Regions from separate parts of the Mus musculus genome. Here all the other regions are linked to region 1. Evidence: chromatin contacts called from public HiChIP or PLAC-seq and promoter capture Hi-C data. All regions are on one chromosome and are shown on one strand. The core of a region is the stretch at or near the end of the contact, and the rest is flanking DNA. Distances in the headings are between cores, read along the strand shown. Region 1 holds the start of Slc12a9 (solute carrier family 12 (potassium/chloride transporters), member 9). Region 2 holds the start of Ift22 (intraflagellar transport 22). Region 3 holds the start of Agfg2 (ArfGAP with FG repeats 2). Region 4 has its middle 9.4 kb from the start of Mir702. Region 5 holds the start of Irs3 (insulin receptor substrate 3). Region 6 holds the start of Lrch4 (leucine-rich repeats and calponin homology (CH) domain containing 4).

Region 1 (5,198 bases), core at 1,735-4,234:
CCGAGGCATACTCAACCAGGCTCACCTACACATGCACATACACACAACACACATGTACACTCCATATACTGCCCCCCCCCAAAAAAAAACAGAAAGAAAAGAAAACACATCTAAACAAGAACCTAACGTTTGAAGCAAGCTTAAAATTTTGTGTTGGGAGCATTCATTGCTATCCTTGGCCACATGTGGCCAGAGCACTACAGGTTGGACATGCCTGGGGACAGTAAGTTCCCTGGGGGCAGAGACAAGCACTGGGTTGCCCATGTGCATCTTGGGAGACATGACTCCACAATCCCAGATTCTGAGAAGCCCAGCACCCCCCACCAGCTTGGGGAGAGCACAGACCAGCCCCGAAGACGTCCAGTATAGACTCCACCAGTCCCAGCAGGGATACGGCACAGCCACAGACGTTAGCCAGGTAGAACATGAGGCCAATGCTGCCACCAACCTCCGGCCCCAGAGTCCTGCTGATCATGACTAAAAGTGGAAGCAGGAGATTGAGCGTTAAGGGAAAAGAAACTGAAATAGAGGAAGGGGCCCTAAGCCAACCTCCCAGCTGCCTCACATCCAGGTTTCCTGTAAGCATCAGCTCAGCTGCCAGCAATGCTGTGCCTATGTCCTAATCTCTGCATAAATCCTAAGAATGCACAGCTTTCCCCATTTCCCCGCTAGGATACATGAGCCCATTTGTCAGGCAAGCCCTCTACCCTGAGCGCCTCCCTTGCTCTCTTTTTACTCTTTATTTTGTTTGTTTTTTAATTTTTAAAAAAAAAAAAAAGAATTCATTTCATGTACATTGGTGTTTTGCTTGCATGTGTGTCTGTGTGAGGGTGACCGGAGCATCTGGAACTGGAGTTATAGACAGTTGTGAGCTGCCACATGGGTGCTGGGAATCAAACCCGGGCCCTCTGGAAGAGCAGCCAGTACACTTAACCCCTGACCCATCTCTCCAGCCACCACTTTGTGTGTTTTTGATACAAGGTCTCAAGTAGCCCTGGTGGCTTCCAACTCACTATGGGTTGGATGACCCAGAACTCCTCAGCATTAGAGGCATGGTTCATCATGTCCCTCTCTTTATTTTTTTATTTTGCCCAGGCTGGTCTCAAATTCATTCTGTAACCCAGGGTACTCTTGGGATTTTCATCCTCCTGCCTCCATCTCCCAGGTACCCAGGGTGAGAGGCCTGCATTTCCATGCCTGGTATCACTTTCCTCATCTGTACAATGACTATCAGTGAGCAATTTTTTGTGGTTGTTGTTGTTAGAGGGGGAGAAGGACTGGGGATCGAACCCATGCATGCTAGGCAAGCACTCTACCCCTGAGCTACATACACACTCTGTGCTTAAAAAACGCTAACTGCTAACAGTGTTAGGAGACCAGGCATGAAGATAAGAGTGCTGGTCACCTTTACTGGCTATATTCATTAACATTTGGCCTATTTTCAGACAGAAGATATTGGCCCCTTTCCCCTCCTGAACCTTGGAGGACAGAAATACCCAGACCCCAGTCCATCTAGGTTGGAGGATACAGTAGGCTCCGCCCCCTCTCACAGCTCCATTGGTGGCAATGGCACACACTGAGAGGACTGTTAGTGCCAGAATGATGTAGGCAACCAGTAGCATCGCCAAGGCCTGCAACAGCCCAGCGTGGCCCACCACGAACCCTGCACAGGGGGAGAAAAGCAGGTCACAAGGGATGCTTATATACCTCTCCCCCTTCCCCCCATCCCACTGGCCAGCACAGTCCCACAGCAGAGCCACACACAAGGCCTCAAGGGGCCTTACCCTCCATCTGACCACATGTACTAGGGTCCATCCCTAGCCTTAGCCCCTTCCCAATAATTCCCTCCTCTACTCACCAATCCTCAGAAACACGACTATGCTAAACATGGACAGAACCGTGGGCACCACCACACCCAGGAAGGTGGAGAGCTTGCGGGATGATGGCACTCCAGATACTCCAGCTCCATTGGGAGGGAAGGCAGCCCCCTCTTCCCCCAGAAGCCGGTAGGCCAAAAGAGGGGAGCTCTCGCTGGCCATTGCTGAACGCCAGCAGAGGAAGCCACAAAAGGGCTAGGAGACCTGTAAAAAGAGGTTTTAGTGGCTGGATAGCAATACCACAGACCCTCTCTCCCTAAACAAAACCCTAATTAAACACTCAGTTTCCTCAAAAGGAGAGTTGCAAAGGATACACACACACACACACACACACACACACACACACAGGGCACAGAAACTCAAAACTGTCCCAGCAACTTCCCCACTCTCGGACCCTGGTGTTTAAATAATCAGGGTCCCTTTCAGTTCTTAGGGACCGTGTCATCCTCCGTGCCTCTGAAACTAGGGGTAGCAGTGAGTCTGCGAAAGGGACACAGATCCCCTTGTCAAATAGGTCTCGCCTTAATTGGCAACAAGAGGGGAAGAAGATCTCCTCAAAGGGAAGTTAGCTATTACCAGTAAACACCTCCTCCCAAGTCCTATGCTGCTCCTGTCGAGTACCCTCAATACAGCACCTCACACATGGGCAATAAGAAACTTTCAAAGCTCTCAAAGCTCCACCTTGTATCACCCCTGTCCCTCAACCCATCTCAATCCTGACCAGATTTTTCTAATCTCTACAATGAGCCCTCCAAACTCTATCAATCCAAACAGAGCCATCAATTGTCCAAACACAAATGCAGGCAGCCTAGCATCAGCCACACAGGATCCCCAGGGTCCTCCTCCCCCACCCACCCGCTCTTGTCCACTTGCTTCAGTAACTGGATGCCTGGGGGGGGGCGGGGGGGACAGGCATCTGGCTCCAGCCGGCCAAGTGCACCCTGCATCTGGGTGCCGCAGGGTGCTCACTCACCACCTAGGAATGAAGCTGCTCCGGTGTGATCCCAGCGCGCCTGTGGGGCTCCGCTATAAACCGAGGGGGCGAGGGAGCCGGAAAAAGCAAGCGGGCTACCGGGATGTCAGGCCCGGAGCCTGCCCTCCCCAGCAAGGCGTCCCATTGGTCCCGATTCAAGCCCCGCCTCAAAGGTGTGGTCTACACTCAAGCCCCGCCCACACTCTCGTACGCTGCCTTGCAAGCCAAACCGTTCCACGTGCGTCTCGGGTGTCTTTTGCAAGGTAGTGGGTCACGATCCTCAGAGCCCCCCGTTGCCAGGATGCTAGCAGATGCCCATGGTGAGGGTCTGACTGCACTCCGAGCTCCAGGACGCCCCCAGGAATATCTGAAAGGGGCGCGTGGCGACTGCGGAAAAGTGGAGTGGGCGGAACCGCGGCACCTGACTCAGGTACACACCTGGGAACTGAGAGCGACGTCGGTCGGCGCCTGCCGGAGTCGTACTATTTCAGCTTCTCGGGAGACCCAGAGTGCCTCGGGCTTCCAGCCTGGTCCCTTTCACATTCAGAGGAGACCCCCTCCTCGTCCAGTTTCAGCTCGCAGGCTGCGCTCTTCTCTTCGGCCACGGGAGGGAGCCGTGATCCTCCATCCCGACTCAGGTCCGGGTAAATAAGCAGGTAACCCTGCTTGCTTTTGTGCCTAAGATCCTGTAACTGTGAGCTGGGCAGTGGTGGCGCATGCCTTTAATCCCAGCACTTGGGAGGCAGAAGCAGGCGGATTTCTGAGTTCAAGGCCAGCCTGGTCTACAGAGTGCGTTCCAGGACAGCCAGGGCTACAGAGAAACCCTGTCTCGAAAAAAGAAAAAAAAAATCCTTTATCTGTGACCCCAAAACTCCAACTTCAACCCTTACAGGTCTTACCAACGACGCTTCCTCATCTATAAAACGGGACTTAAAAAAGACATCCCTTCAAGGAGAGCAGTTGAGAGATGAACTAACCGTGTATACTCGCAGGGGGCATGGGTGGGGGCGCTCTTTATGTAGACCGGGCTAGCCCCATTTCAATACATAGCTGAAGAAGACTTCGTGTTTCTGATCCTCCTGCCTATACCTCCCATGTGTTGGGATTACAGATAAGTAACAGCACAGCCTGATGCAAATATTTATTTTCCTAAAAGAGCACTGCCCCCACCCACCCCGAGATTAAACACAGAGCCTCAAGCACACTAAGTGATGCTATAGTACATACGAAGCCTTAACATATTGACTCTTTAGTCCAATACATACATATTCATTTTTCCCCTCACACGGTATTGTATTAAATATGCATAACCATTCTGTGAGTGCACGTTCTACTACTGTGGTTGTATTAGATTAGGGAACTGAAGATGGGAAGCTTTTTTTCTTTAGATTTTTTTTTTAAATGTGAGTATTTTGTCTCATGTATGTATGTGTACCACGTGCGTGCCTAGTGGCCATAAAGGTTAGAAGGGGTGCTGGATCCCATGGGAGTATAGGTACGGATGATTGTCAACCACCATGTAGGTGATGGGAACGGAATCTGGGTACTCTGCAAGAGCAGCAAGTGCCCCACTGAGCCATCTCACTGGTCCCCCTTGGAGACCTTTAGCCACATGTTCTGAATTTTTATGTAGCGTAGCAATTCATGGTCACCCTGTTATTTGGACCTCCAGAATGAGCACAGTTATAGAGTCTCACATTCCCATAGAAGAGGCTGGGGCTCCAAGTTACCAAAAGCACTTGTCCTAGAAGCACAAAGACCCGAGTTCTGATCCCCAGAGCTCAAGTAAAGGAATCTGAATAAGCCGGATGCTGGGGAGGCAGACAAGAGGATCCCTGGGGCTCAGCATAGCTGCACTGGTGACCTCCAGGTTCAGTGAGAGAAATAAAGTAGAAAGTTACTGAGAAAGACACGTGACCTAGGCTTCCTCGTGCGTATGAATTTATGTGGACACAGATGGGCACACCTGCTGTGGCTCTACCAAGGATAAATCAGGCATCCCTGCTACCCATGTTTCAGACAATATTTGGCGATTTTTTTTTTTTTTAATTTCTAAAAGCTCCCTCCACTCTGACTATGCAGTTTGTGTGATTGTTTGAGCCTGGCTCTTAAGTAACCCAGGCTGCACAGCTGTGGATAACCATGAATTCCTAAGCTTCCTGCCTCCTCGTCCCAAGTGCTGGAATTATAGCTATCTTGCCACCATGCCTGCCTTCTTCTTTCTTGGTTGTGTCTCCCCCACCCCCTCAATTTTTCAAGACAAGGTTCCTCTGTGTAGCCCTGCCTATTCTGGAACTTGGAACTTGTTTTGTAGATTGGCTGGCTTAAAACTCAGAGCCTCTGCCTCT
Region 2 (5,198 bases), core at 1,843-4,342, 430 kb before region 1:
TCAAGCAGTAGGGTTACAGGGGCTTGCCGCCACCCCTGACATTTTTACATGAGTTCTAAGGAGACAAACTCAGGTTCTCCTGTTTATATGACGACCATTTTTACCAAGCCACCTCTGCAATCCTGTTGGCGGGTGTGTTGTTTGAGATGAAGACTAACATACCCTGAGTTGATCTTGAACTTTTATATAGCTGAGACTCTGAACTCATGTTTCTCCTGCCTCTGCCTCTGAGTGCCAAGATAACATGGGCACGCACACTGTGCTTGACTTTTTCTAGAATGTTAAAGGATGGAATACACTGCAACTTCTTCCCGATGTAACAAATAAACAGCCAGGCTCAATCAAGCAGCCCAGGCTCGCTCTGAACCAGCCAGAGGCAAGCCATCCCTGCACACAAAGGAGACAGTGCATTTCTGCACATAAGAGGGGAGATGGGAGGACTGGGGACATGCCCAGTGGTAGTGCTTGCTACACAAGCATGAGGACTTGAGTTCTATCCTAGTGCCCATGTAAAAGCCAGGCAGTGGCAAGCATCCTTTGTCTCAGGACTGGGGAGGAAGTGACAGGAAGAGGAGCTTGCTGATCAGGCAAGGTAGCAGAAATAGCAGAAATAGCTCCCTGTTCAGTAAGAGACTTAAGGTGAAAGGAATCGAGAGATCACACAAGAGTTAAACACACTGGCTGTTCTTCCAGAGGACCAGGATTTGATTCCCAGCACGACCGAATGACAGGCAGTTCACAAACTAGCTGTAATTTCACTTCCAGGGGGAAATCTGCCGCCCTCTTCTGGTCTGCTCGGATACTGCATGCAAATGATGCACAGACAGACCCATACAAATAAAATAAAAGATCTTGAAAAATAGGGCAGAAAGCAATAGAAGACACCAGAAATCTACCCTGGCTCTGTGCACTGTATATATGCATGTGTGCAAACGTACATGTATATGTATCGTCATGGGCACACACATACACAAGCATATGTACACACGTACATGAACACACACAAACAGAAAGAAGGGGGAGAGGGAGGAAGCTGGGGTATTGGACAAAGCCTGTGGTCCAGCTTCCTTACTGCTATCAAGTTGGACACAGCCTCCTTCCATTGTTAGTTTCTTTTCTGTTCCTTAAAGTCAAACCACACACTTTATCTCCGAGTACTAGCTTAGGCACAGATGAAAACATGACTCTAGAGATTGTAGAGATTTCCTGTACAAGCATGAGGATTTGAGTTCTAATCCCTGGCACCCACATAAAAGCCTAGTGGCGGCACTGGAGGGGGAAGAGGCAAGGGGATGCCAGGGAGCTGGCAATCTAGCTGAAACAGTGAGCTCCAAGTTCAATAAGAGACTTAGGAGGAGGAGGAGGGAGAGGAGGGGAAGGAGGAGGAAGAGGAGGAGGAGAAGGGTAGAAATTGATAGGGAAATATACAAAGCCAACCTCTGTCCTCCACAGGATCACAGAGAGACACGCACATGCATATATGCACACTACTCTATAGGAATTTACCTGGTAAGGGGAAACACACTGTGTAGTTTCTCTCTCATCTGAAAAGGAAACTTGAGGTGCGAAAGGGCAAGCAGTCCCATCTCTGAATATATGCTGCCCAATGACCTGACACCAACTTCTCCTACAGCTCGGGCCGGGGACCTAAGTGTGTTTCATGCCGAAAGTCAGAGGCAGGAACACAAAGTTCCCTTCAAATTTTCCAGGTTGTTGTAAAGAAATAATTTTCCTGAGGGGGTCTCTTGTCTTTTGAAACTTTTAAATTTTTTTTCTTTTTTCTTTTTTATTTATTTATTTATTATATGTAAGTACACTATAGCTGTCTTCAGACACTCCAGAAGAGGGAGTCAGATCTTGTTACGGATGGTTGTGAGCCACCATGTGGTTGCTGGGATTTGAACTCTGGACCTTCGGAAAAGCAGTCGGGTGCTCTTACCCACTGAGCCATCTCACCAGCCCTAAATTTTTTTTTTCAATGCATGCGAAAGAATGTATGTAATACATTGCCACTCTGGAACAAGAGCAATAAAATTAACCACCCGCGATTAATATAATGGTGCTTAAAAGTATGAAAGCCGGGGCTGGGGAGATGGCTCGGAGTTTAAAGCACTGACTGCTCTCAGAGGAGCCCCGACTTTGGTTTCCAGCATCCATTTTGGGCAACTGAACTTCCATAACTCTAGCTCCAGGGCACTTCCTTCTGGCTTCCACAACCACCTGCACTTTTGTATACGTGTGTGTATGTGTGTGTGTGTGTGTGTGTCCACACGCGCGCGTAGGTTTTGATTTTTTTTTTTTTTTTTTTTTTTGTTTTTAATATGAAAAAACTCAGAGAATGACCGAAATGTCAAAAGAACACACACACTGGTTTGGAGAAGCTTCTCCGCCGCCAAGAACAATCTCAGCATCAAAATAAATAATGACAGGGCTGCAAAGTGACTCATCAGGTAACGGCCGGAACCACCAAGCCTGAAATGGTGGTGGGAGAAGAAAACTGAGTCCTATGGCTTGTCCTCTGATCTTCACATATGTATCATGGCGGACACACATACACGCAGATAGATGATGATTGATTGATAGATATAACCTTTTAAATTGAAAAAAAAGTTGGGAGTCGAGAGTGGTGACACATGCCTTCAATGGTATTAAAGTTGGGGGGGCAAAGGCAGGTGGATATCTTTGAGTTTGAGGCCAGCAGGTCTACATGCGAGTTGGACTGGGGATATGGTGTCAATGACAGAGCGCTTTCCTAGGATTGATGACCACCTGAGTTCAATCTCCAGCATCCACCGCGGAAATAAAAGAAAACCAAAATCACAGTACTGTTTTCCAGGCAAGTTTAGCAGCTCCCTTAATCTATGGAGCGTTCAGGAAGACCGGGAGAAATAAAGCAGGTTGGAGCCTGGCTCTTGTACCCCTTCCAGAACGCTCAGGTTGCAGTTAGCAGGACCAGCTTTGCCTTTTCTCTTTTGGTCCTCCTCAGCTTCCATCGTAGGCCACTTTTCCAGGCTCCCGGAACTGTCAGGGTTTCCTGGGCTACTGCGCAGCTGTTCCCGGTCGCCGTGGAAACTGACCAGCCAATCAGAGCATGCGGCCCAGACTGGCGGACGCGGCGGGGAGCTTAGCGCGCTTTGGTGGTGGGCTTCCGCGGGTTCGTGTTAACGGACAGCGATGCTGAAGGCTAAGATCCTCTTCGTGGGCCCCTGCGAGGTAACTCAGGGCTCGGGGGCTCCCTAGAACTGGGGTTGTTCTCAGGAGGTGCAACTTTGTACCAGCAACCCCACTGAGGGCGGCAGCTGGCGCTACCGTGACCAGGCCTTCATCCAGTTCACCCCTCCCAAGTAGTGGAGGAGAATATTGAGGTACCCAGGTCTCAAGGGCAGCGGAAATAAGGGGCGCCTCATGACTTCCCCTCCGAACCTTCCGTGCAAAAGGAATGTGTCCATGAGATTAGAAAACTAGATATTTTCAATATAGGGACTTGGAGCAAGTGGTTATTAATATGAGGAAGTCACTCTATATGTGATTCACCGAATTAAAGTTCAGATGGACCGAAACTAAACATGCAAATAAGTTAACTGTAGAAGGAAGCTGGGTGCAGTGTCCCATGCCTGTAATAATACCAGGACTCAGCAGGCAGTGGAGGAGTGATCACAAGTTTAAGGCCAGCCTGGGCTATGTATTGAGTTCTGGGACAGCCTGAGCTACAATGTGACATGTCTCCGATAACAAAATTAGATAGATAGATAGATAGATAGATAGATAGATAGATAGTAGAATTCGGGAATTACCTACATGGTTAAAGTTCAAATCCTTGGGTCCCAGCTCAGAAGGTTAGCTTAATAATGTGATCTTCATCTGAGGTTATTGGCTGATGGACCAAACATGAGAACCAATGTACATTCATAGGTGACTATATGGTGAAGATATGTTTTTAATCCTAAGTTAGGAGGCTGGGGTAGAGCTGGGTGATAGGATGTTTGCCTAGCATACAGGAATCCCGGGGTTCAATCCTCTTCATATAAAACATTCATGGTGGTACATGCCTCAGTTTCAGGGTTTGGAAGGTAGAGAGGCACGATGATTGACAGTTCAAGGCCACAGCCCGGGCTACAATAGCAAGTCTGAAGCCGGCCTGGGATACGTGAAACCTGTCAGAGAAAGAAGTTGCTAAGTATGCACAGAAGCAAAGGAGGATTGAGCCATGTGTGGCGCAGGCCTGACACCTCAGCATACAAGACACTCAGGGTTGCCACAAGTTTGAGACCAGTCTGGACCATATAGGAGTGTTGAGTCTAGCCTGGGGCAGAGAGGAGGAGAAGGCTTAAAAGAAAGGAGGGGCTGGAAAGACAGCTTGGTGACTAAGAACACATACTGCTCTCGCAGAGAGAGCTGAGTTCGGTTTCCAGAACCCACGCCAGCTGGCTCACAATTGCCTTTAGGTTCCAGTGCCAGGAGACCTGACACCTCTGGCCTCTGTGGGTACAGGCACTCAATATGCACAGACCCTCACACGGCCTGGACATAATGGTGCGTGCGTTTAATTCCAGCACCAAGAGGCAGAAACAGGTAAATCTGAGTTGAGGGTCAGCCTAATCAATGGGCCAGCCAGGGCTACATAGTGAAACCCTGTATATAATAGTAAATAAATAAATAAATAAATAAATATATATAATAAATATATAAAATAAAATGGAGAGCATGGTTGTGGTTTGGAGAAAGTTTGCAGACTGTTACAGATCTGCGGTTGGTGATATACACAACGCTTCATCATTTTCAAGCCTGAGGCAGGAAGCTTGGTTCCCAGCCTGAGCTACATAATAAGTCCTTACCTTAAAGCAAGCAGCTTGGAGAAGAGAGTATAATTGCAGAGAGCGCTGTGTCTTTGGTTACTTGGTGGTCTGGGCTTTTTCTGAAGCAGGATCTCATGGAGCTTCGAATGACCTTGACCTCCTGATCGTCCTGCCTCTTCTCAGCCTCTCCACCCCTTCCTCTCCTCTTCTGTCCCTTTTATCCCTCACCTCATCCCCTTCTCCCATCCTGTCGAGTTTTACCAGGGCCCACTCAGGTTTAAGAGATTGACTTCTGAGGAGAGAGGAGCTTTGTTGTATATTCAGGCATATACAGGATGGTGCAAATACACAGAGAAGATCATAGCTCTGAGGAGGGAATCGGTGGATGGGGGGATGGATGGG
Region 3 (5,198 bases), core at 1,251-3,750, 350 kb after region 1:
GCCATCCTTTCAAGCTCATACACTGTCCTCTATACGGGCACGGGGTGTATATGGATGGTTTAGCCAAACAATCCAGGCCAGCCTCAGTCTCCCCGGGTGGTCACATACATGGTGGTCCGTGTCCAGCCACAGTGGTAGAAGGGAGGCTGAGAACACTGGTGGACTGGGGCTACAGCTCAGTCCAAGTGCACCCTTAGTGTTCATAAAGGCCTGGGTGGGACCCTGGCACCTCACAAGTCAGGCTAGTGCACACCTGTAATCCCTGCGCTCAGGAGGTGGAAACAAAAGTCATTCTTAGCTACACAGTCAAGGCTAGCTTAGACCACATGAGACCCTGTCTTAAACAACAACAACGATAAAACCATAGACATTTTAAGAAGAGGGTGACAATGTAGTAGAGACATAGTTCCACACGGTCTCCTAGGACACCGGGATCTTCATTTCTGGTCTCCCCACAATCCTAGCTCGTACTAAATGACAAACGCTGGGAACAGAATCCTCCATATGGCACTGGGTAAATTACTAAACCTCTTTCTACTTTTGATCTCCCATCTGTCGCAAAAGAACAATACTCCTTGGTTTTTTTTTTTTTTTTCAGGCTGGTATGCATATAAGAACAGGAGAGCTTTCCTTATTAAATAAATAAATAAATAAAATAGCAGTGTACTAAAATACTAGAAAACCAGACAAAAACGAGTCCCTAAGAAAACCAAAGATCTCGAACCCAATGTTAGTCAAATAATTCCTAAGGAGAAGGAGCTTACTAAATAACTAGAAATCTGGGGTGGTCTGGGCTGAGGGTAGCATTGTGGATTTTACAACCAAGCCTCTGCTCCCCAAATTTACAGTTTACCAGATGAGACTCGGCAGTACACTTAGGAAAGACCCCAAAGCATGCCTGTAACCCCAGCCATTACAGAGGTAGAGGCAGGAGGACTCTGAGTTCCAAAGCCACCCCTAGCTACATCATGAATTAAAAGTCACCGTGGACTGTATGAGACCCCGTCTCAAGACAAATTAAAAAAAAAAAAAATGGACTGGTGAGCTAGCTAGCTCAGCAAGTATGGGAGCTTACAGCCATGCCTGTTGACCTGAGTTTGATCCCCAGGCCCCACACGTAGTGGAAGGAAATTGCTGATTCCTACAAGTTATTCTCTGATAACCACACAAGCCATGGAACCTACATGTCCCTACAGTGCAAAGTAAAGAAATCAAATGCAACTTTAACGGGGGCAGAGGACGAAATGGGGAAAAGAAAAGAATATGCCATTCTGATCCTCATCTCTTCGGGAAAGCTAAGCTGTCCGCCAGGATAACCCTTTGGCTCTCTGCCCTTAGTATATTTCGTAAGTCATCTACCCTCTAGCTAGCATTCCAGAGCCTGAAAGATTAGGATCTGCACCTGATCCCTGGCTTCATACCTGCCACTCTAGGCTGTCAGCCTGGGCTAATGCGTGGAGCATTTTCCATTCCCTTCTAGGGTACTTTTGTCTTAGGCTCGACTTCCCTATTTCTTTCCCTTCTCCTTCCACCCCGTTCCCCTCCGCTCCCCTCCTGGTGGAGCGGCAAGGGTCTCATGGTTGGCCTTGAACTCCTGATCACCTCCCCCTCAGTGTTGGGATTACAGGCGTGTACCACACTACTCGGGTTTTATGCAGTGCTGTGGATGGAAACTCAGGGCGCCGAGCGTGCTAGGCAAGCACTCTACCAACTGAGATACAATGCAACCCCAGCTAAAGTTCCCTTTAAAGGTCTATGTCAATTTCTGGCCCTTTAAGTCCCTCCCCCACCCCACCCCAGTCCCTCCACACTTTCTCTCTCCCCACCTGCAATTCGCCTTCGCCTCCCCCAGGGAGTTTCTCCAATCCTCTCCTCGTGTCCTTCTACAGCCCCCACCCTCCCTCTGCAGCGCGACTCCACTCCCGTCTTCTGTCCCCCTGCGCTTTTTCCCTTTCCCCCACGACACACCTCTGCAGCAGGCGACCTTCCACCGCCACATCCAATGCCGGGGCTACCCCTCTGACCTCCTGGATCGCCCCGAGCTCCTGCAGACTCACTTCACCCGAACCAAACCCAGTTCCCCCCCCCCCCCCCGGATCCACTCACAGGAGGCCGGAGCAGGTGGTGCAGACGAAGCTGCCCACGGTGATGTCCACATACGTGACCCCGCGCTGGGCGCACTCGAAACAGTGGCGGTTCCCGGCCTGGCTGCAGCCGCCCAGCTCCCGCACTCGGCGGCACCACACCTCCGAAGCGGCTTCAGCCTCCGCTTTGCTCCCTCCGACCCCGCCACCCGGGCCCGGGCCCTTCTTAGCCGCCATCACCATCTCTCCTCCAGGTTCCTCTGCAAGTCAGCGGTCGCTCCCCTTTAACCGCTCGCTGCCTTTCCCGCCTCCGCCGCCTTCGCACGCCCGGCAACCCTGACACCAGCTCCTGCAGCCCCGACCACGACCGCGAGAGACTCTGCCGCCCCCTTCCTCGTCCTGTTCGGCACGCTGATTGGCTAGTCTCCCCCCACCTCCTTGCTTTAATTGGTTCGATTCGAGACGGCCTCCGGTTGCTGGAGCCTTCAGAACCACGCCCCACTGCCACCCGGCCTTCTGTCTTTTCCATTGGTTCACAAAGACCCCCACCTTGCAAGTACAATGCGTGCCCTCCTCCTTGTCCCCGCCCCCTCTCGCCACGGACTCCTATGCTGACTCTGATTGGTTGTTAAGGTTGCAAAATTAGCGTGCGAGAGAAAGGAGGTGTTCGGCGCGTGCGTAGTGCTCATCCTCCGGATTGATACTAATTCCCGCCAAATTTCAAAGGCTCGTTCCAGGCTGAGCCAGGAGACAAGAAAATCGGAAAGAAATTGCCCTAGGATGAGCTGGAGGAGAAAGGGAAAGACAGAGAAGGGGAGTGCTTTGTAAAAGATACTTTATTTATCCAAGTCATAGAAAGAGCCCCCACTTTAGAGTCAAGTTAAAAACCTGAGGTAGGATGCAGAAGGGATGAACGGCGTTTGCCACTAACCTTCATTCCCACTCCTGTAAGAAAACCGACTCCTATAAGCTAGCTGCCTTCTGATTTCCATGAGTACACACACACACACACACACACACACACACACAAATAAATAAATGCATGTAAAAAATATTCAAGAAAACATGTTGAAGTGGATCACAGAACTGGTTTGTGGCTCAGTCAGAATTTGAATCTGAGTCTTTTGATTTTAAAAGCTCTGCTCCGTGGCCAGGGATGTATCTCAGCTGGTAGAGTGCACTAAGCGCGAGGTTCAAGCCCCCAGCACTGCATACAACTCAGCGCGGTGGCACAGGCCAGTAATTCCAGCATTTGGGAAGTGGGGGTAGCAGTAGCGGTACTTCAGAGTCATCCTCGGTCACTGCCTGGAAAAGGAAAGGCTGAGAATAAGCAGGTTTAGGGATGCTGGCAACCATAAGTCAGGACTTTGGTTTCAGACATGCCAATGGGATGCGGGCAGATGAGAGATAGGTTTCTGAGTTATTGGTACCCAGGAGCCCATGGGCTAGATGAGGTTGCTTAATTGTTGTCATAGCTGCAAGTGTACTTCCCCCTGAGCTGTGGTGATGCCAAGTCCCCATGTACACATGCAAAGGAACCATTTTGCTTCATGTAAACCATGGCTGCATGCCTTGGATTCCAAGCAGGTGGATCGCTGTGAGTTTTAGGCCAGCCTGGTCTATGTAGTGAGTTCCAGGGGATTACACAGTGAAATCCTGTCCCCCACCCCACCCCCACCAAAAAAAAAGCCTCTTGTACATTTTCAGAGTTCAGCGTTCAGCATTTCCCTGTGCTGGCCATTTCTTGCACAGCTTCTCTTTAGCCAGTGGTTATTTCTTCACCCCTTAAAATGTTACCCACCACAAGTGAATAAATGGGCAGGAATTGGGGTGACCACTAGACTCTGATAGCTTCCAGTCTGTCTTTTGCTACAGGGTGTGGTCTGCAAGAGCAACCAGAGGGTGCGCTTCCTCCTCCTGTCTCTACTCCACCCAGGCCATATCAGAGAGTGACAACCCTATTTCCCCTCATAATCAGCAAGAGCACAGGCAGCCCGGGGACTCCCTCTTCTGCTATTGCTCCTGTGGCCTGGTGGGGAGGGCTTGGTGGCTTTCCTGGTAAGAAAAAGGCCCTTCGCCCTTGGGGAGTTAAGTCTACAGAACCCAAGCAATAGGGGGTGGGAGGTAGAAAGCAAACTTTTTTTTTTTTCAGCATGTTGCAGTGGGAGCTGAAGAGATGTCTCAGCAATTAGGAGCATTTGCTGCTCTTCCAAAGGATCCAAGCTTAGTTCCCAGTTCCCACGCTGGATGACTCACAATCATTATTACTCCAGCTCTAAGGGATCAATGACTTCTGTCTTCAGGACACTGGCATGCATGTGGCAACCGCCTCCCCCCATCAGAGCAACACACACACACACACACACACACACACCAATAATTGGGGGTGGAGGAAACGGTAGTCATAGCCTAAGTTGGTACTTTAGTCAGTTAAGTGCTCACTGTGCAAGCATGAAGACCTGAACTTTATGTGAAGAGACCCATGTGAAAGGCTACATGATACATGCTGGTAATCCCATTTCTGGGAAGGAGACAGGCGCATCCAGTCAGCCTAGCCTAGCTTAATCAGGGAACCCCAGATTCAAATGAGGGACCTTGTCCCAGAAAACAAGGCAGTGAAGAGTTTCTTATGGTGGCAAACACATTTAATCCCAGTACATGGGAGGCAGAGGCAGGTAGATCCCTGTGAATTTCAGGGCAGCCTGGTCTACATAGCAAGACAGGACTACGTAAAGATACTCTGTCTCCTCCAGCCCCCACCACCAAAAGCAAACAAACAGAAAACCAAGGTGCTTAATAATAAGAAAACAAGGGGCCGAAGAGATGGCTCAATGGTTAGGCGTATTAGCTGCTCTTGCAGCAGACCTGAGTTTGATCCCCAGTACCCACATGGTGGTTTACAAACATCTGTCCCAGGGGATCTAAAGCCTTCCTCTGACTTCTAAGACCCCAGGCATGCATGTGGTATACACAGACATATGTACAATCAAAACACCCATACACATAGAATAAGATAAATACATCTTTAAAAAAAAAACTTTTAAAAAACCAGTGAGCCGGGCGTGGTGGCGCATGCCTTTAATCCCAGCACTTGGGAGGCAGAGGCAGGCGGAT
Region 4 (5,198 bases), core at 1,375-3,874, 330 kb before region 1:
GGCAACTTCCGTACAGAGGCCACAGGCCTCTTCTGCCTCTTTCCGGGTCTCAAGCCACATCTACTCACGCTACCATGTTGGTTCCAAATGCCTCTCTTCCGAGATTGCATTATGACCAGTGGTAAGGAAGATCAGGGCACTGATGTCACCGTGTCCCTCTTATCCCGGGGTGGGGGTGGGGGTGGGGAGCTCCTGAGCTTACCTCTATCTTGGTGGTGTCTAGCCTTTGCCCTTCCCACCTAGGTTTAGTTTCTTCTGACAAGGCTAGCGCTTCCTATCTCTTGTCCCACCCTGAGGGTGGCCAGGTGGCCGTTCTGGCTGTGGGAGGTCTCCTGGAGGCTTTGGCGGCAAAGCCTGGAACAGTGAGCTTGCGGCTCCGGAATCAGAAAGGATTCATTAAGTTATCACTGGAACACGGGTGAGGAGTGGGCGGGTGGCGGCAGGGGCGTATCCATCGGAGCTGCCCTGCATGAGAGGAATGTGAGCCTGTATCTTCAGGCCCCGTCAGCCACGTGCGTGTCTGTTCCTGTTCCTCCAGGGCCTCTCTCATGCCTGTCTTCTCCTTTGGAGAGAATGACCTCTTCCAGCAGTTTCCCAACCCGCTAGGCTCCTGGGTACGGAGGATACAGGAGGCACTTCAGACAATCTGACTGTGGCTCTGTCTCTCTTCCATGGTCGCCTGGGTCTCCTGATACCGTTCCGCGTGCCCATCCACACTGTTGGTGAGCCATGTACCTCTGTCTCATCATCTCCCAGCTGAGAGGACTGTTCCCTTAAAGCCCGACATCCTAGCTTTCTGGTTCACACGCCTGGCACTTGCTCGGAGCAGGCCCCGACCTCTGTCCAGGCAGATCCCCGGTTAGTGGGATGTCTCAGCAATCAGTCTTCTTCCCTCATGTTCCTTCCTCAGTGGGCGCCCCAATTCCAGTGCAGCGAAGCCCGAGGCCCAGCCAGGAACAGGTGGACCAGTTGCACGAGTTATATGTAGAGCATCTCACACAGCTGTTTGAAGAACACAAGATGCACTACAGGATCCCTGCTCATCAACACCTTGTCCTGATGTCCATGTCCCTGTGTCCTGGCCTTCCTGAAAAACTGCAGGGTGGGATTGGGGACATGATTAAAGGTGGGAGCAGACAAGAAGTGTGTTTTAGCCGGAAGTGGTGGCCCACGCCTTTAATCGCAGCACTTGGGAGGCAGAGGCAGGCGGATTTCTGAGTTGGAGGCCAGCCTGGTTTACAGAGTGAGTTCCAGGACAGCCAGGACTACACAGAGAAACCCTGTCTCGAAAAACCAAAAAAAAAAAAAAAAAAAAAAAAAAGTGTGTTTTTGTGTTTGGGGAGGGCGGGGAGAAAGAGATAAGCCACAGGGCACAGGGGCAGGGGGCCCCATTGTCCTCACTGATTCTAGTAGCCAGGACCACTCCCTGCAAACAGACAGCATTGCAAGCACTTGCCTGTGTGTCAGGGTCCTCCTGCCCTGCCTGGCCTGAATGTTAGAGATCAAAGTCTCAGGTCCCCACCATTGCCCGAGACTGTGGCCAGTGGGCAGGCTAGCCAGCTGCTTCCCTACCTTAATGCCTCAGTCACCAGGGAGGCGAGCACTGTCCCCTTTCTATAGTCTCTTTCCCTCTCTTTCTCAATTCCAAGATCCTCCCAGTAACTTACCCAGACTCATTGACCAAGGAAGTTCAAAGGTCAGTCCAAAAAGGAGCCTAGAAAGTTCTGGGTCTCCATGTCTAACATCCGATCACCTCAGAAGTGAGCTGCTGGGCTGGTGAGATGGCTCAGTGGGTAAGAGCACCCGACTGCTCTTCCGAAGGTCTGGAGTTCAAATCCCAGCAACCACATGGTGGCTCACAACCATCTGTAACAAGATCTGACGCCCTCTTCTGGAGTGTCTGGAGACAGCTACAGTGTACTTACATATAATAAATAAATTAATTAAAAAAAAAAAAAAAGAAGTGAGCTGCTCCCTGGGAGTTCACGTCCCCAAACCTTCGCCGTCTGTTTCCCGGGCCCTGGAGTCCTGGTGGCGCAATGGGAGCCATTAGGTTGGATGTTCCCATGCCCCCTCCCTTCTCTCTCATCAGAAAATACCTCAGAAGCAACAACTTAAAGTGATAGGCACCTACTGGTTAGTGCTCACTTTTCTCTTCATGGGTGAGACAGGAAAGGGGTGGGGGTGGGGCAGGCATGGGGGCCCAGAGACAAGGGGACTAGGAAAGGGGGATTAGAAGACATATGGCTGACCTATGACCCTTGTGGGTACCAGGCACCAGGAAAGGGCCTGAGGAGACCACAAGGCTCTTTGGCAGGGGTGGAGGGGAGGGAGCCGATTGTATTGACTGACTGCATGACAAAACCTACGTCTTTCCTTTTCAGCCATGCCCTTTCTTCACCCTTCACTAGAGATGATTCTTGTCTGTGTTTTGTGCATGCGCATGCAGTTTTGTTTTTGTTTTCAAATATGTGTGGGTACAGGTGTGTGTGTGCTCATGTGTGTTGCACATGTGCACACCTGTTGCTCTTGGAGACCTGAGGTTGAGCCCAGCACTTTTCCACCCTGAAACAGGGTGAAACAGGGCCTCTCAATCAAACCCAGAGCACTGAAACAGGGCCTCTCAATCAAACCCAGAGCACACTGATATGGCTGTTCTTGCTAGCTGGTTTGCCCTGGGATTCCTCTCTCCAGCTTCAGAGGCTAGAATTTCAGGAGGCGTCCATGCCCACTTGGCAGTTACCTGAGTTCTGGGGATCTGAGGTCCCCAGATTGCCTGGCAAACGCTTGCCCCCTGAGCCATCTGCCTGAGTCTGGAAGATGGAGTTTTCCCTGAGAACAACACTTCAGCCCTGCCCTCTCTCTGCATGCAGGCGGAAGGCGCTGAAGGGTGAGAACGTGGAGAATTTGTAGTTCCCTATCAAGGTAACCAGTTTAAACTCTTGAAAGACAGTCTTCTTTTTCTCTGCCACCTTCTCACCTTCCTCCATCCTGGAGCCTGCACTGGATGGGTCCCTGAGCTCAGACATGGGGTGACATGAAAGAGTGACCTCCTGAACCCTGGGACCCATCTTAGGACCTTGAACTTTGAACTTTGGTGAGGTAAAGACACATCTTTCCAGCAGTAATCTTGGATTCTTGGTTTTTAATTTAACTTTTTAGATGGCTCAGTGGTTAAGAGCACTGACTGCTCTTCAAAAGGTCCTGAGTTCAAATCCCAGCAACCACATGGTGGCTCACAACCATCCGTAAAGAAATCTGATGCCCTCTTCTGGGGTGTCTGAAGACAGCTACAGTGTACTTACATATAATAAATAAATAAATTGTTAAAAAAAATTTTTTTAGGGGCTGGAGAGATGGCTCAGTAGTTTTAAGAGCACTGACTGCTCTTCCAGAGGTCCTGAGTTCAATTCCCAGCAACCACATGGTGGCTCACAGCCATCTGTAACAGATCTGATGCCCTCTTCTGGTGTGTCTGAAGAGAGCAATGGTGTACTCAGGTACATACAATATATAAATAAATCTTTAAAAATTTTTTTTAATTTACACTTTATTTATTTGGGGTCTGGGGAGGGGCTTGTGCATGCTATAGAGTGCATGTAGCAGTCAGAGTCGATTTTCTCCTTCTGTCATGTGGGTCTCAGGGGTGGAGCTCGGGAGGTCGGGCTTGGCACCTTCTGTACAAGCTGAATAATCTTACCTGGCCTTCATCCTGCATTCTGTGCCTCTATCTCCTGACATCTTCCACACACCTCAAAGCTACTGAAAACCGAAGAGCTACCTGCAGACGGGAGCTACATGCTCCGGGCCCACCCCCACGAGATCATGAGCACAGGAATCTTTTGTAATTTTCCAGTGACAGCAAGGCCTTCTCCCAGCTCTTTCCCAGGCTTGGGCCTCCGGTAGCCATGTTGGCTGGACTCTGCTATCTTCCTCTCTATGGGGAATACCTCATGTTCAGTGGTGAGCCTTGTGTGGCACAACCTAGAGCCATCTGAGAAGGGAATCTCAATCGGGGGATTTCCCAGATCAGATTGGCCTGTGGTTTTGTGGAAGATTGTCTTGATTGTTAACTGATGTAGGAAGACCCAGCTCACTGTGGGCGGCATCATTCCCTGGGCCTGTATAGGAAAGCTAGCTAAGCATGTGTCTACAAGTGAGCCTGTAAGGAGCATTCCCCTGGGGTTTCTGCTTCAAATTCCTGCTTTAGTTCCTTCACTGACTTCCTACTGTGATGGACCAAAGCCCACAAACTGAAACAAATCCTTCCCTCCTCTAAGTTGCTTTTAATCAGAGTAAACACAGAGATGAAAACCGAAGATGAAAGTTAGGAGTACCCATTGGTCATAGGGCACCCCCTCCATAATTAACAAGATCCTTCTACAGAAGACTCCCCCCTGGGGAAGAAAGTTGGCACTAGCATTGGTTCCACTCAGAAGGGGACACCGGGTGTGCTGTATAGGAAGCAGGGAACAAAGGACTTAGAAGGATCAGGACGTAAGGCTTGCTCTTTCTGTACTAAAGAGTGAGGCTGGAAGGGCTGGGGATCTGGGGAGAGAGTGGTGACGGCATCCCACTTTTATCCACAAAAGGCTGTGTGTCCTGTGAGTCGCCAGAGTCTGGACTTCATTGTGTCACAGCCCTGCTTGGGCAGGCATCCTGACTGGGGGTTTGTGGGAAGCCCTGTATACAGTTCTGAAGGAGCACTATGTCACACTGCGGCCGCACAAAGGCTTTGTGCTCCTGGCACGAAGGCATGAGTGAGCAGGGCTGCAGATTCTTTTCAAGTTAGGTGTTTTGCTTTGTAACAAGGTCTCAGGTAGCCTAGGCTGGCCTCGAAATCACTATGTAGCCAAGAATGACACAGAGCTACTGATCCTCCTGCCTCTACCTCTTGCATACAAGTATGCACCATCAAGTATGATCAAGTATGCAGTGTTAGGGATAAAATCCAGGGATATATATATATATATATACATATACATATATATAATATAAAATTATTATATATATGTATATATATGCGTGTGTCATTGATATTCATATATATCATATATATGTTATATAACAGCAATATATACATAGACACCACACACATCTCTATGTCTAGGTCTAGGTCTAGGTCTAGGTCTATATATCTGAGTTATAGCCCCAGCCCACAAACCCCTAGTGTCTAGAGGGATGCAGTTCAGTATCTT
Region 5 (5,198 bases), core at 1,829-4,328, 310 kb after region 1:
CCTTGCTGGTCTGCTGCAGATGAGCCAGGGAGAGCAGACACCCAACTGCGTGGCAAGCTCTCTGCCTTCCACCAGCTGCCCAGACCCTGTCTCTGTCTCTGAAGACCCAGGTCCCAGTGGTGACCAGAGCTGTTCTGGGACTGACACATGAACCACATAGTACCCCAATAACCACAGTCCATAGTGTACCCTGCCCCCCACTCCTCCACGGGTGCTTTCTTCTCCCCCAAGCTGTTTTGTTGACAATAAATCAGAGTTTGCAAACCAGGCTGTCTGCAGTGGGACATGGGCTGCGGATCAGGCTGGGTCCCATTATACCATTTTCTCTTCCTCCAGGCCTCCTTACTCATTGGTCACACACTGCATGGGGTGGGGAGATCCATTGAGCAAGACAGTCAGGGAGAAGGGCACCTTTAATGGGTGGGTTGGGCTGCACTCTGGGAAGTGAGGAACTCGTTTGTGTCTGCTGGGCCCAGAGAAAGGTCAGGTGAGGACTGGCTGCTTGGGGAGCACTGGCTGCTTGAGGAGCACCGTCATGATCCCTGATGCTCCTCCCATTGTTTCTGAGCCTTAGGAATTCCGCTCTGGCTTGAAAAAAAACAGGGTTAGGATAATGTTTTGGCTGAGGAGACACAATGACATCTAGCTGCCAACATGTGAGGGGACAGAGCTGTCCCAAACCAGGATGAGAGTCTTCATCCAGGCTTGGGCCACAGCTAGCCTGAGACTGATTCTGTGGGCATTCATCTGAGAAGGGTTTTATTTGTTTGTTGCTTGGATTGCGAGTGGGGGGAGGGCTGGCAGGGCAGAGAGAAGTTCTAGTGTTTTCTCTGAAGAGTCTGGTTCCTCGAGCATGGCTTCCTGAGGGCTTCCTAGGTGGTACAGCTGGAAGGAACAGAGCAGGCAAGGGGGCAGCAGAGCAGCTCATGGTGGCCTCAGGGTTCCTGGGTCCTGTGTGCAGGAGCTGAGCTGAACAGTACTAAGGTCTCTTCTTTTCCTCTCTTCCCTGACCAATGCCTGGGTCTCCTCACCTGACTACCTCCCAAAAGTTCTAGAACTTGATGCTGGCATAGCTATGTGGACTCTTCCCTGGGGCTGCTCCAGGAACCTCCAGGGGAGGGACCAGGTCCAGGTCCACATAGTTGAGGCAGCTGTCCAGAGACCCCAGCCTAGCACTGTCCGTTCCTACATAGTCGGGGATGGACATGTAGTCCCCAGAGAGCTCTGACCCTTGGGAAGAGCGGGGCTGAGCCACTGTGGGTCTCCATCTGTCTCTAAGGCTACAATGGGCACCCGGATGCCCAAGTTCAGACTCCCTGGCCTTGAGCTCGTAGTAAAAAGGCCCAGGTAAAAATCTATTCATGGGCACATACTCTGTGCTCTCACAATCCTCGAGCTGCTTATTAGGATCTGCCCTGGCAGGGGTGGGAGGAAGGCCTGGGGGCGCCATCCACATATAGTCACCTGCTTCTCCTCCCCCCATGTGGACATAGTCATTCCTGACTCCCATGGTGATGTAGTTCCCGCCCAGATCTAGTCCCTTGTAGGAGTGTGTTGACCCCATCCTTTCCAGGGGCTTGAAGTAGTCCTGCTTTGCTCGCTCACTGGGGCTTCTTGCTTGTGCTGCCGATGCAGGGATTTCATATGGTGTCGGGGTAGGAGCTGCAGGAACACTCTTTGGAGGATTTCCCTGTGGCGGTGGCTCAGCTTTGCCAGCTGCATTGCTCCCCAGCCGCTTCATGGCAGCCAGGACTGTCTCATGAATGCTTTGGGCCACCACTGCATCAGGAGCCTGCAGCCAGAGCTCACCAGGACCAATGGGCGCTGAGCGCCCGAGTTCCAGGAAGAAAAAAGAGTCTGCGTGGCCACAGCGGCGCACACTGAGCAAGGACAAGCGCAGGACTGGTGGTGGCGTTGCCCGGCTGTCTCTGGAACCTTTGCTTCCAGGCTTTCGCAGGAGGCTCAGGGCCCCAGAACCCAGGCACAGGCGATAGCTGCCGCTGCTCAGGCCTTGTGCTCTCCCCAGCCCCTTGGACCGCAGTGTCACAGGCCAGACGTCCTGGAATGGGGCGAAGATCCAAGACTCAGGGGCCTCTTGGGGACTGAAACCTGGAGAGAATTGGCAAGTCACCGGGAGGCAGGGGTTGGGGTCACCGGGTCCCAGGTGACCAAGACGTTTTATACGTCTTTTTTTTTTTTTTTTTTTTAGCTTAAGATTTGAACCTCAGGCCGGGCGTGGTGGCGCACACCTTTAATTCCAGCACTTGGGAGGCGAATTTCTGAGTTCGAGGCCAGCCTGGTCTACAGAGTGAGTTCCAGGACAGCCAGGGCTACACAGAGAAACCCTGTCTCGAAAATAAAAAAGATTTAAACCTCAGTTGATCTGAGGGAAATGGGTTCAAGATAAACTAAGTCGGCAACCCCCTGACCTCCCCGTCGCTCACCCAAGGCTCACCCATAGCAGTAGCAGCAGCGGCTGCGGCGGTGGCGCGCACCTCGAGCAGGGCGCTGTACCATGCTTGCTGCTCTGCTTCGCTGGCCGCCGCCACGCCCAGGCTGCTGTCGCTGGTATAGATGACGATCAGGTGGCGCTGACGGGCATCCGCGCGCTTGCTAATAGTGCAGGCACCCTCCAGGCTAACGGTACGCCGGGGTCTAGGTGGGCGGCAGCCGCTGGCCAAGAACTTCTTCTCGCTCTCGTAGCACTCCAGGCGTGGTGGGTCAGCGCGCAGCACGAAAAAGCGGCGGCGCTGGGACTTCTGCTTCCTCAGATGGCCACAGAGCCGCACGTCGGGCAGGCAGGGCCAAGGAAACGGTGAGCCGAGGGACACGTCGGTGCACTCGCCCCCGGAGGAGACTGTGGGGCCCGTACCTGCAGGCTTCATTTCCAGCCAAAGACAGTAAACTGTCCCCAGAAGGACTGATTTGAATGGGTCTGGCCCCCTGAGCTACCACCCGCTTGGAACAAGTAGCCCTGGGAAACTGCAGCCGGCCTAGCTGCCCTGCATCTCTCCACGCCCTCTCCTGACTTGGAGTGAACAAGGAGCCTGTACACAGGAGTGCGTGTGTCCCAGTGGCCAGTGACACCAGGACTCCTAGGTCTAAGGGAGGCTGACCTAGCTGGGTCAGCCTCCTTGTTGGAATCTCCACCCCTTCAAGTTAACCCTCCCACGCCCGAGTGCAGGAATTTGAGTTTAGGATTCATAGGCTAGAGTAGGAGCCCTGCACCGCTGGGACCAAACTTTCACAGGGGCGGGGAGTGAGGGGGGGCATCTCTACCAATCAGCTGACTGGATGTGGGGGTGGAGGAGTACCGCCAGAGGCAGCCCGGGGCAATCTCGAAAGCCAGAAAGCCAGGGTGCAGAAGAAGCGGCTGTGGTTAGCAGTGATGGCACTAGTAATTAGAAGAGTGGCCTGGCCTAGCGGGCCATCCTGATAGCGGCAGTTCTCCAGGGAGGAGCCTCCGAACTGAGCCTCTAGTTGTATAGGTCCTCAGTGTTCTTTCCTTTCCTACCCAGAGATGATCTTTGTGTCTTTGCTTCTGAGCTATCTGAGTTTGGGTTGATGGATACCCCAGGATAGGAAAACCAAACTAGATTGGTCTCTGGTAACCAACCGCACCCCCACCCTCTCCAGATTCCCACGCATGCAAATGTCCACTGAAGGATGTGTGAAAGAGGACTTAGTCTCTCAGAGACACCTTCCTCAAAGTGCCCCTGACCACCAGCCAAATGCCAACTTGAACCTGATGGTGGCTGTGGTCACAGGAGCTGGGATCCTGTGGCAGACGTCCTGGTGAGCCCGTGTATCCTGAGAGGTTTGGGTGGGGCTGGAGATCATAGGCCACAAATGCACATGCTTATTGGAGGCTGGAAGACAACCTCTCGTATTCCTCAAGAGCGATCCCTCTTGTTTTTGAGACAGGCTCACTAGAACTTGTCTAGTAGGTTCGATTTGCAGGCCTGGAAGGCCTCAGGCCTATCATATGTCTGACTCCACTTCCCCTGCCTGAGGTTACAGTGCATGCTACCACACCCAGCTTGGAAAATAGTACGTGTGTTGTACAGGCTGTCCCCTGCATGTGGTCAGAGGTCAGCTTTTGGAAGTGGGTCCTCACCTTCTACCTTTTTTTGTTTGTTTGTTTTTGTTTTTTCGAGACAGGGTTTCTCTGTATCGCCCTGGCTGTCCTGGAACTCACTTTGTAGACCAGGCTGGCCTCGAACTCAGAAATCCGCCTGCCTCTGCCCCCCAAGTGCTGGGATCAAAGGCGTGCACCACCATGCCCGGCTAGCCTTCCACCTTTTTGAAGCAGGGACTCTCTCTGCTGCCGCACTGTGTACCCCAGGCATTTAAAGATAGTAGTGGCCATTATTTTTTTAGGCAGGGTTTCTCTGTAGCTCTGGCTGTCCTGGGACTCAGAGAGCTGCCTGCCTCTGCCTTCCGAGTCGTGTCCTGTTGTAGTCTTCTAGCTTGCTCTAGAAGTGCTGGGGTTGTGATGGACTGGGATTCTACTTTCCATGTGGGTTCTGATGATCAAATTGGGGCCATTGGATCTGCACAGCAAGCACGTTTCTAATTAGACTACGTCCCCAGCCCCTTGGATATTTTGTTTCTCTACATTAGGGTCACATGGGGGTGGGGAGTGGTGTGACACATTCTGACAAAGCTTAGTTGACAAGTCATGGTACCTTAGCAGACCTGCCAATGCCCTAATGTCGTGGCCAGCAAAATCCATGTGGGGAAAGATAACGGTATACAGAGAAGAAAAGGCCAAGCCCTGAGACCCTGGTAGGGGACTTGGGGGAGGGGCTCCCTTAGGTAAGGGACCCATGTAACAGGTAAACAGAACCAAGACAACCTGGGTCGGTCGTCTTCTCAGCATAGTTCAGGGGCAGCCCAAGCAGCAGAGGTCTATGACCCATTTGTGATCCTGAATCCTAGAGAAATCACTGCAGTATGAAGCTGGGTTGGAATCCGTCCCCGCCCCAGTCAGGTTTCTTTGTGAAGTCCTGGCTGTCCTGGAACCCCCTTTAGAGGCACTCAGAGATCTGACTACCCCTGCCTCCCAAGGGAGTGCTGGTCTTAAAGGTATGCACCACCATTGCCTGTCTGGTTATAAACTGCACATCTTTGAGCCCCCTTTCAAATGCTACACGGAAAGCAGACACCCACTACCAACAGACATCATAGGTATGGGC
Region 6 (5,198 bases), core at 1,807-4,306, 300 kb after region 1:
GTTTCTCACCCACACCAGCTCCATCATCTGTGTTAACCAGGAGATGCAGCTCCTGCGCAGGGCATATGCTTAACATGTGCGTGGCTTTGGAGCCCAACCCTGCTTTCTTATGGTAACTAGCAAACAGCTACTTTGGGAACCTAAGAACCTAAGAAGGGATTTTAATGATGAAGAAGAATTCTGTTACATCCATAGTGTGTGTGTGTGTGTGTGTGTGTGTGTGTGTGTGTGTGTGTGTGCAGGCGCGCGCGTGTGCAAGTGCTATGTAGCACACAGGTGGAGGTCAGCTTGAGAGCAGTTTCTCTCTTCCTAACCTGTGGGTCCTGGGAATAGAACATTCCTTTACCCTCTGAGCATTTATTCAGTCCAATCTTGAAGTGTTACTTTTTGAGGCAGAATCTCACTATGTATCTCTGGCTATCCTAAAACTCAGTATATAGGGTTAGGGTTAGGGTTAGGGTTAGGGTTAGGGTTAGGGTTAGGCAGGGTTAGGCCGTGAGTTTGGCTGGCCCTGAACTCACAGATCCACCTGCTTCTGCCCCCTGATTACTGGGACTAAAGGAGTGCATTGCTACATCCAACTTTTTTTTTTTTTTAAATATTTACTTAGCCGGGCGTGGTGGCACACGCCTTTAATCCCAGCACTCGGGAGGCAGAGGCAGGCAGATTTCTGAGTTCGAGGCCAGCCTGGTCTACAAAGTGAGTTCCAGGACAGCCAGGGCTATACAAAGAAACCCTGTCTCAAAAACCAAAAAAAAAAAAAAAAAAGATTTACTTTGTGTGTGTGTGTTTCGTGCATGTATGAGTACCATATAAATGCCTGGATGCCATGGAACTGGGAGTTTCAGACGGCTGTGAACTGCCATGTGGCTGCTGTGAATACCATCTGGGTCCTCTGCAAGAGCAGCAAGTGCTCACAGCTTCTCAGATCTCTCTCCCCAGACTCCTTTTTAATTGTGTATGCCTGTGTGTACGGGTGGAGGGACGTGCCTGTGAGACCAATGCCTGTGGTGGCTAGAAGAGAACCCTGGGAGGCCAGGAGCAGGAGATCCAAGCTGTTGTGAGCCACTCTCTTGGGTGCTTAGAACAGAAGTAGACCAATATACATTATTGGCCAGCTAAACTCACTCTCCAGCCCCCAGTCTCTAATACTTTAGTGTCTAGGCATATCAGTATAGCAGGAATGACCAGAGATGAGAGAGCAACTTCAGTTACTGGTGGTCAGGCAACACGGAAAGCAGACGTGGTCTTCTGTCACTACACAAGATTTTAAGCTCTCTAATCGAGCCCTGCATGAGGGTGCACACCTATAATCCCAGCACTTGAGAGGTGGTAACAGTCAGGAGTTGTTCATGGTCACTCCTAGCTACATCACCAGTTAGAGGCCAGCTAGAACTATAGGAGACCTTGTCTCTGAAAGCCAGTCTCCCTCTTTTCCTTTAGGTCACCATGCCACCCACATTGAGAAAAAAAGACTGAAATTATGGGGCCATGTTAGCCACAGCTACAGCCACATTGGTAAGCTGTGGAGGCACCCAAGAGGGAAGGGGGATGCTTAGTGGCATGCCTCACCACAGGATTAACCTTGGAAGAGCCGAGGCGATTAAGGGTGTTGGGATGCCTGTTTTCTAATGACTAGAAGCCACACAGGGAGGTTCATTAAACGCTAACATTCTTCTAAAAGCAAATCTCAAAGGAAAAAAAAATATTCTTTTACTATTATCTCTCACATCTGGGACTCCTTCCTGTATCTCAAGAAGTTTTCTGGGGTTTTTTTGTTTGTTTGTTTGTTTGTTTGTTTGTTTTTGTTTTTAAAAAAGGTTAGTTTGGAGTTATGTAGTCCAGGCTTGCCTGGAATTGACCTCGAAGTCCCGATCCTTCTGCCTCCTCTTTTTAAGAACTGTCACGACAGGCTCATGCCACCACACCCAGCTTCAAATAAGAGGTTTCCAATAGACAAAGTCTGTTATGAAAGTATGTGTGGGGGAGTTCTACTGGAGGTCTGAGATTTGTCCAGCTTCCCTTTCCTCATTTATAAAAAACCCGAGGTCTTAGCCGGGCGGTGATGATGCACGCCTTTAGTCCCAGCATTCGGGAGACACAGGCAGGAGGAGCTCTTGAGTTCAAGGCCAGCCTGGTCTACAGAGCAAGTTTCAGAACAGCCAGGGCTACACGGAGAAATAAATCCTGTCTCGGAAAAGCAACAAACAAAAAACCCCCAAAGATCTTGTTCTAGAGGCCATGAGATCCTTCGTAGTCTCTAAAGTTTGGTCTGGCCATCACAAGTCTTCTCCAGGGGGACTTTGGCAGGTCTGACGACTTTCCCTCTCTGAACTGGAAACCCCCTCACCGGTCATCCCCAGCATTCCCATTAGGGACTCAAGACTGCGCAGGAGGAAATGGTCCCTTCTGTTGAGACAACAGCCTGAGTGCTGAGTGGGGCATCCCTCGCCCTTCCTCACTTCTCGGATGCTGGTTTGCTCCCCAGTAAGCACAGCTAGTACCCAACCCTAACCCTGCACTGTCAGGCCGCCCAGCGCGCGCCTTTTACGATCTTTACCTGCGTCTCAAAAATTCTAGCTCACCCACCTCCTTCTGTCTAGCGAATGGAGCACCTCCTAGCCCATGCTATTGGTAGGCAGAACCGTCCCTCAGAGAAGAGGCCGGGACAGGTTCCTTTTGTAGGTTCTAATTGGTCTTCTTCACAGTCACTCGCCTGAATCTAGATTGCAATTGGTCTTGGTTGAAAAAGCAGGTTTGTGGTCTCTGGGTCTCTAATACCCTAAAGTTGAGACCTGTAGTCCCCGCCTCCTGGGCGGGTCTCATTGGCTCCATCTCCAGCCTCGAGAGTTGTGATTGGATGTCGCTGCGCGGGGCGGGCCGACCAGGAACCGCGGCCGTTGGCGGGGTGCTCCTCTTCACCCCTCCCTTCCCTCAGTGTAATCTAGAATTGAGAGGCTCCACCCCCTGCCGTTTTCTGATTGGGCACTTCTAACGCGTCTCTGGTTCATGATTGGTCCGCGGAGTTCCTGACCCTCGCTTCCTCCCTTCAGTGGGGACTACGGCGGCTCCGAGGAGGGGGAAGGGCGAGAAGGGCCGGCCGGTGCCGTCAGTCAGGCAGGGGGAGCCGCCGAGAGCGGATGGCGGCAGCAGTAGCGGGCCCACTCGCCGCCGGGGGTGAGGAAGCTGCAGCTTCAGTGTCCTTGCCAGGGTCTCCTGGTCTACCTGGGAGCCGTAGCGCAGAACGAGCCCTAGAGGAGGCTGTGGCCACCGGGACCCTGAACTTGTCCAACCGGCGTTTGAAGCACTTCCCCCGGGGCGCGGCCCGCAGTTACGACTTGTCAGACATCACCCAGGCTGGTGAGTTGCGCTGGTGCCCAGAGAGCAGGGGACCCATACTGGACTGCGACCCTCATTTGCATAGCCCCGCCTCGCGTTCGATTGGGCCCACCCCTTCACCTGGCAGTCTTGAACGCTCGCCCCTTGGGATTGGCATTGAGCCCGCGACCTCCCCTCCCCTGTGTAAGAACCACTGGACAATGAGTTCGCTTCAAGAGTGCACAGAACACTTTTGGCCGAGCTCTAGGAGACTCTTCCCCTTTATTTGCATATTGCGCACCTGTAGCATGGTCCCGCCCCTCACCTGGTTGGCTTCTTCAACCCTAGATCTGATCAACCCTTAAAGCAAACTTCCATGTAGAATCTATCATTAATCGCTACATTTTCACCCTTTTAGTCGTTTCCAACGTCTTTCTCACCCGTCCACCACAATCCCAACAAGCCCCGTTATCTCTTTCCTAAAGGGTCGCTCCTAACAACCCGACGTTTCTGCTTGCTTTTCCGTAGTCTCCCCAAGTCCCAGCCCCTCTCCGCCGTCCACCCCAGCCTATCTATGTGAAAGAAGTGAATCTCTCGCCCTTAACTTTCCACCCATTATCCCCCTATCCCCTTTCTCTTCTTCCTGGTTTTATGAGGTCACTGTGGAGTTTGTGATCTCATAGGAACCCTACAATTCTGCTTTCCCCTTAGGGGAGAAACTTGAGGCAGCTTGCTGAAAGGAAGGACATTGTATCTCTTAGCTAGGAGTGCTGACCTCCTGGAGACTCTCCAGTCCCTGCCCTCAGGACCCCTCTAATCATGTCCACCCCACCCTGGTGTGTGTGTGTTTGGGATCCCACTAATCATGGACACTCTACCCTTGGGTCTGCTATGGCCAGGCACTGGGGACTGTACTATGACAGGTGAGTCAGGCTGCTTAGGAGGCAGCCTATGAACTTGGGCTGGCAGCTGAGGGCGGGGAATCACAACAGAGGGCTACATTCCGGGAGCCCCACCCCAGTCTGGGCTGGAGTGTTAGGGCCCCTTCTGCTCCTCTCATCTGGTCCAGGGCTGGATCAAGCTGGATCAAAGAACACATTGCTCCAGTAGGTTCCTGCCCACCTGCAATTGTACCAGGCTGGCTGGGGCACAATCTCCTCTTACAGCTCTGGAGAGAAAAAGTTTAAATCTCTCTGTTTTTAAATGCTTTTTCCCTACACAGTTGAATGAGTCCTGGGAATGGGTGAGCCCCAGGAGCCATGCTTACCCCTCCTAGGTCCCCCCAGCCCCCCAGCTCCAGATTGACCTCAGCAGCTGTGTGACACTGGCCGTCTGTTCCCTTTCCCCTCCCCCTCTTGCTTGTTTTGTGACCAAGACCAAATGTTTTTCTTTACTTCCTCAGGGCTCTGTCTCAGTGAGTGGACTCTTGGGAAAACTACCAAGCCCTCCCAGCCCCTCCTAGCTCCTGCCCCAACCCAATCTCCTCCTTCAACATTCCGGCCCAGGGTGCAGCTAGGGCTCCCCCGGGTGCAGGCTCACTGTGTGCTGAAGTGGGAAATCCCCTCTCTGCCTTCTCCAGTCTTGTTGGAGCCCAGGTTCTAGGCAGGTGGGTTCCATTATGTCCAGCCATCGTCCTCTGTCTTCTCGCTCCAAGCTGGGAGCTCCTAGCCTGGGAGGGCGTGTGTGTATGACAGAAACCCAGAATTGCCTGGTGCCCTGTCCTCTGCCTCCCCTTACCCTCCAACCTAGACTAAGTGCTTCAGCATTGTGCTGCTGGGTTAGTGTGTCTCCTGCTCGCTGTCTTTCCTGAATGTTCCCTCCGTGGAGGGAACCAAGGATTGTGTTCCCGTGACCTGCTAGTAGAGACCTGGGTTGGGGCA

What was found. Promoter capture Hi-C pulls out the DNA fragments that hold promoters and counts their contacts. HiChIP or PLAC-seq counts read pairs in DNA pulled down with a chosen protein or histone mark. Capture Hi-C pulls out chosen DNA fragments and counts their contacts.
Region 2: a promoter capture Hi-C map of hematopoietic stem and progenitor cells shows a contact between it and region 1, with 2.2 times the contacts expected there. The contact joins the promoter of Ift22 here to the promoter of Slc12a9 in region 1. A contact is called at or near these places in 2 of 39 promoter capture datasets (hematopoietic stem and progenitor cells and neutrophils), 3 of 484 Hi-C or Micro-C datasets (CD4 T cells, CD8 T cells and LSK cells), 4 of 115 datasets of contacts at active chromatin or transcription factors (bone marrow-derived macrophages, embryonic forebrain, embryonic stem cells and 1 more) and 1 of 9 other capture datasets (liver).
Region 3: a contact with region 1 is called in a FOXA1 HiChIP or PLAC-seq map of pancreatic cancer cells. The contact joins the promoter of Agfg2 here to the promoter of Slc12a9 in region 1. A contact is called at or near these places in 2 of 484 Hi-C or Micro-C datasets (liver and nephron progenitors) and 1 of 115 datasets of contacts at active chromatin or transcription factors (pancreatic cancer cells).
Region 4: a contact with region 1 is called in an H3K27ac HiChIP or PLAC-seq map of extraembryonic endoderm stem cells. The contact joins the enhancer-like site here to the promoter of Slc12a9 in region 1. A contact is called at or near these places in 3 of 39 promoter capture datasets (the C10 cell line, embryonic stem cells and hematopoietic stem and progenitor cells), 8 of 115 datasets of contacts at active chromatin or transcription factors (bone marrow-derived macrophages, craniofacial prominence, embryonic midbrain and 3 more) and 3 of 9 other capture datasets (adipose tissue, embryonic stem cells and pancreatic islet).
Region 5: a promoter capture Hi-C map of embryonic stem cells shows a contact between it and region 1. The contact joins the promoter of Irs3 here to the promoter of Slc12a9 in region 1. A contact is called at or near these places in 16 of 39 promoter capture datasets (the 3T3-L1 cell line, 3T3-L1-derived adipocytes, the C10 cell line and 11 more), 8 of 484 Hi-C or Micro-C datasets (B cells, brown adipocytes, cortical neurons and 4 more), 11 of 115 datasets of contacts at active chromatin or transcription factors (the 230-238 cell line, the SCID.adh cell line, bone marrow-derived macrophages and 7 more) and 3 of 9 other capture datasets (adipose tissue, embryonic stem cells and liver).
Region 6: a contact with region 1 is called in a promoter capture Hi-C map of liver. The contact joins the promoter of Lrch4 here to the promoter of Slc12a9 in region 1. A contact is called at or near these places in 15 of 39 promoter capture datasets (the 3T3-L1 cell line, 3T3-L1-derived adipocytes, the C10 cell line and 10 more), 1 of 484 Hi-C or Micro-C datasets (embryonic stem cells), 7 of 115 datasets of contacts at active chromatin or transcription factors (bone marrow-derived macrophages, embryonic stem cells, large pre-B cells and 3 more) and 1 of 9 other capture datasets (liver).

The regions. Positions count from the first base shown.
Region 1 is chr5:137,330,598-137,335,795 of GRCm38.p6, forward strand. It overlaps Slc12a9 (solute carrier family 12 (potassium/chloride transporters), member 9), which reads right to left and starts at 2,985. Exons shown (of 14, transcript NM_031406.3): 1 at 2,851-2,985; 2 at 1,859-2,081; 3 at 1,529-1,663; 4 at 346-477. The coding sequence starts at 2,039.
Region 2 is chr5:136,905,058-136,910,255 of GRCm38.p6, forward strand. It overlaps Ift22 (intraflagellar transport 22), which reads left to right and starts at 3,093. Exons shown (of 5, transcript NM_026073.3): 1 at 3,093-3,213. The coding sequence starts at 3,175.
Region 3 is chr5:137,682,253-137,687,450 of GRCm38.p6, forward strand. It overlaps Agfg2 (ArfGAP with FG repeats 2), which reads right to left and starts at 2,501. Exons shown (of 12, transcript NM_178162.3): 1 at 2,107-2,501. The coding sequence starts at 2,327. Gm15498 (a long non-coding RNA gene) reads right to left here. Exons shown (of 2, transcript XR_003956003.1): 2 at 3,133-3,389.
Region 4 is chr5:136,998,242-137,003,439 of GRCm38.p6, forward strand. It overlaps the pseudogene Gm7284 and the pseudogene Gm26989. Among named protein-coding and RNA genes, the nearest start is that of Mir702, 9.4 kb to the left of the region's middle. Within about 2 kb of position 2,625, at least 14 of the 459 cell types and tissues checked have an H3K27ac peak or open chromatin away from gene starts, as enhancers often do. A contact at or near this core is called in embryonic stem cells and extraembryonic endoderm stem cells, where this site is marked.
Region 5 is chr5:137,642,636-137,647,833 of GRCm38.p6, forward strand. Irs3 (insulin receptor substrate 3) reads right to left here and starts at 3,079. Exons shown (of 2, transcript NM_010571.3): 1 at 2,456-3,079; 2 at 397-2,109. The coding sequence starts at 2,885. The coding sequence ends at 1,052. It overlaps Sap25 (sin3 associated polypeptide), which reads left to right. Exons shown (of 5, transcript NM_001081962.2): 5 at 1-267. The coding sequence ends at 151. Gm20605 (predicted gene 20605) reads left to right here. Exons shown (of 22, transcript NR_033148.1): 22 at 1-261.
Region 6 is chr5:137,626,067-137,631,264 of GRCm38.p6, forward strand. Lrch4 (leucine-rich repeats and calponin homology (CH) domain containing 4) reads left to right here and starts at 3,057. Exons shown (of 18, transcript NM_146164.2): 1 at 3,057-3,360. The coding sequence starts at 3,141. It overlaps Gm20605 (predicted gene 20605), which reads left to right and starts at 3,057. Exons shown (of 22, transcript NR_033148.1): 1 at 3,057-3,360.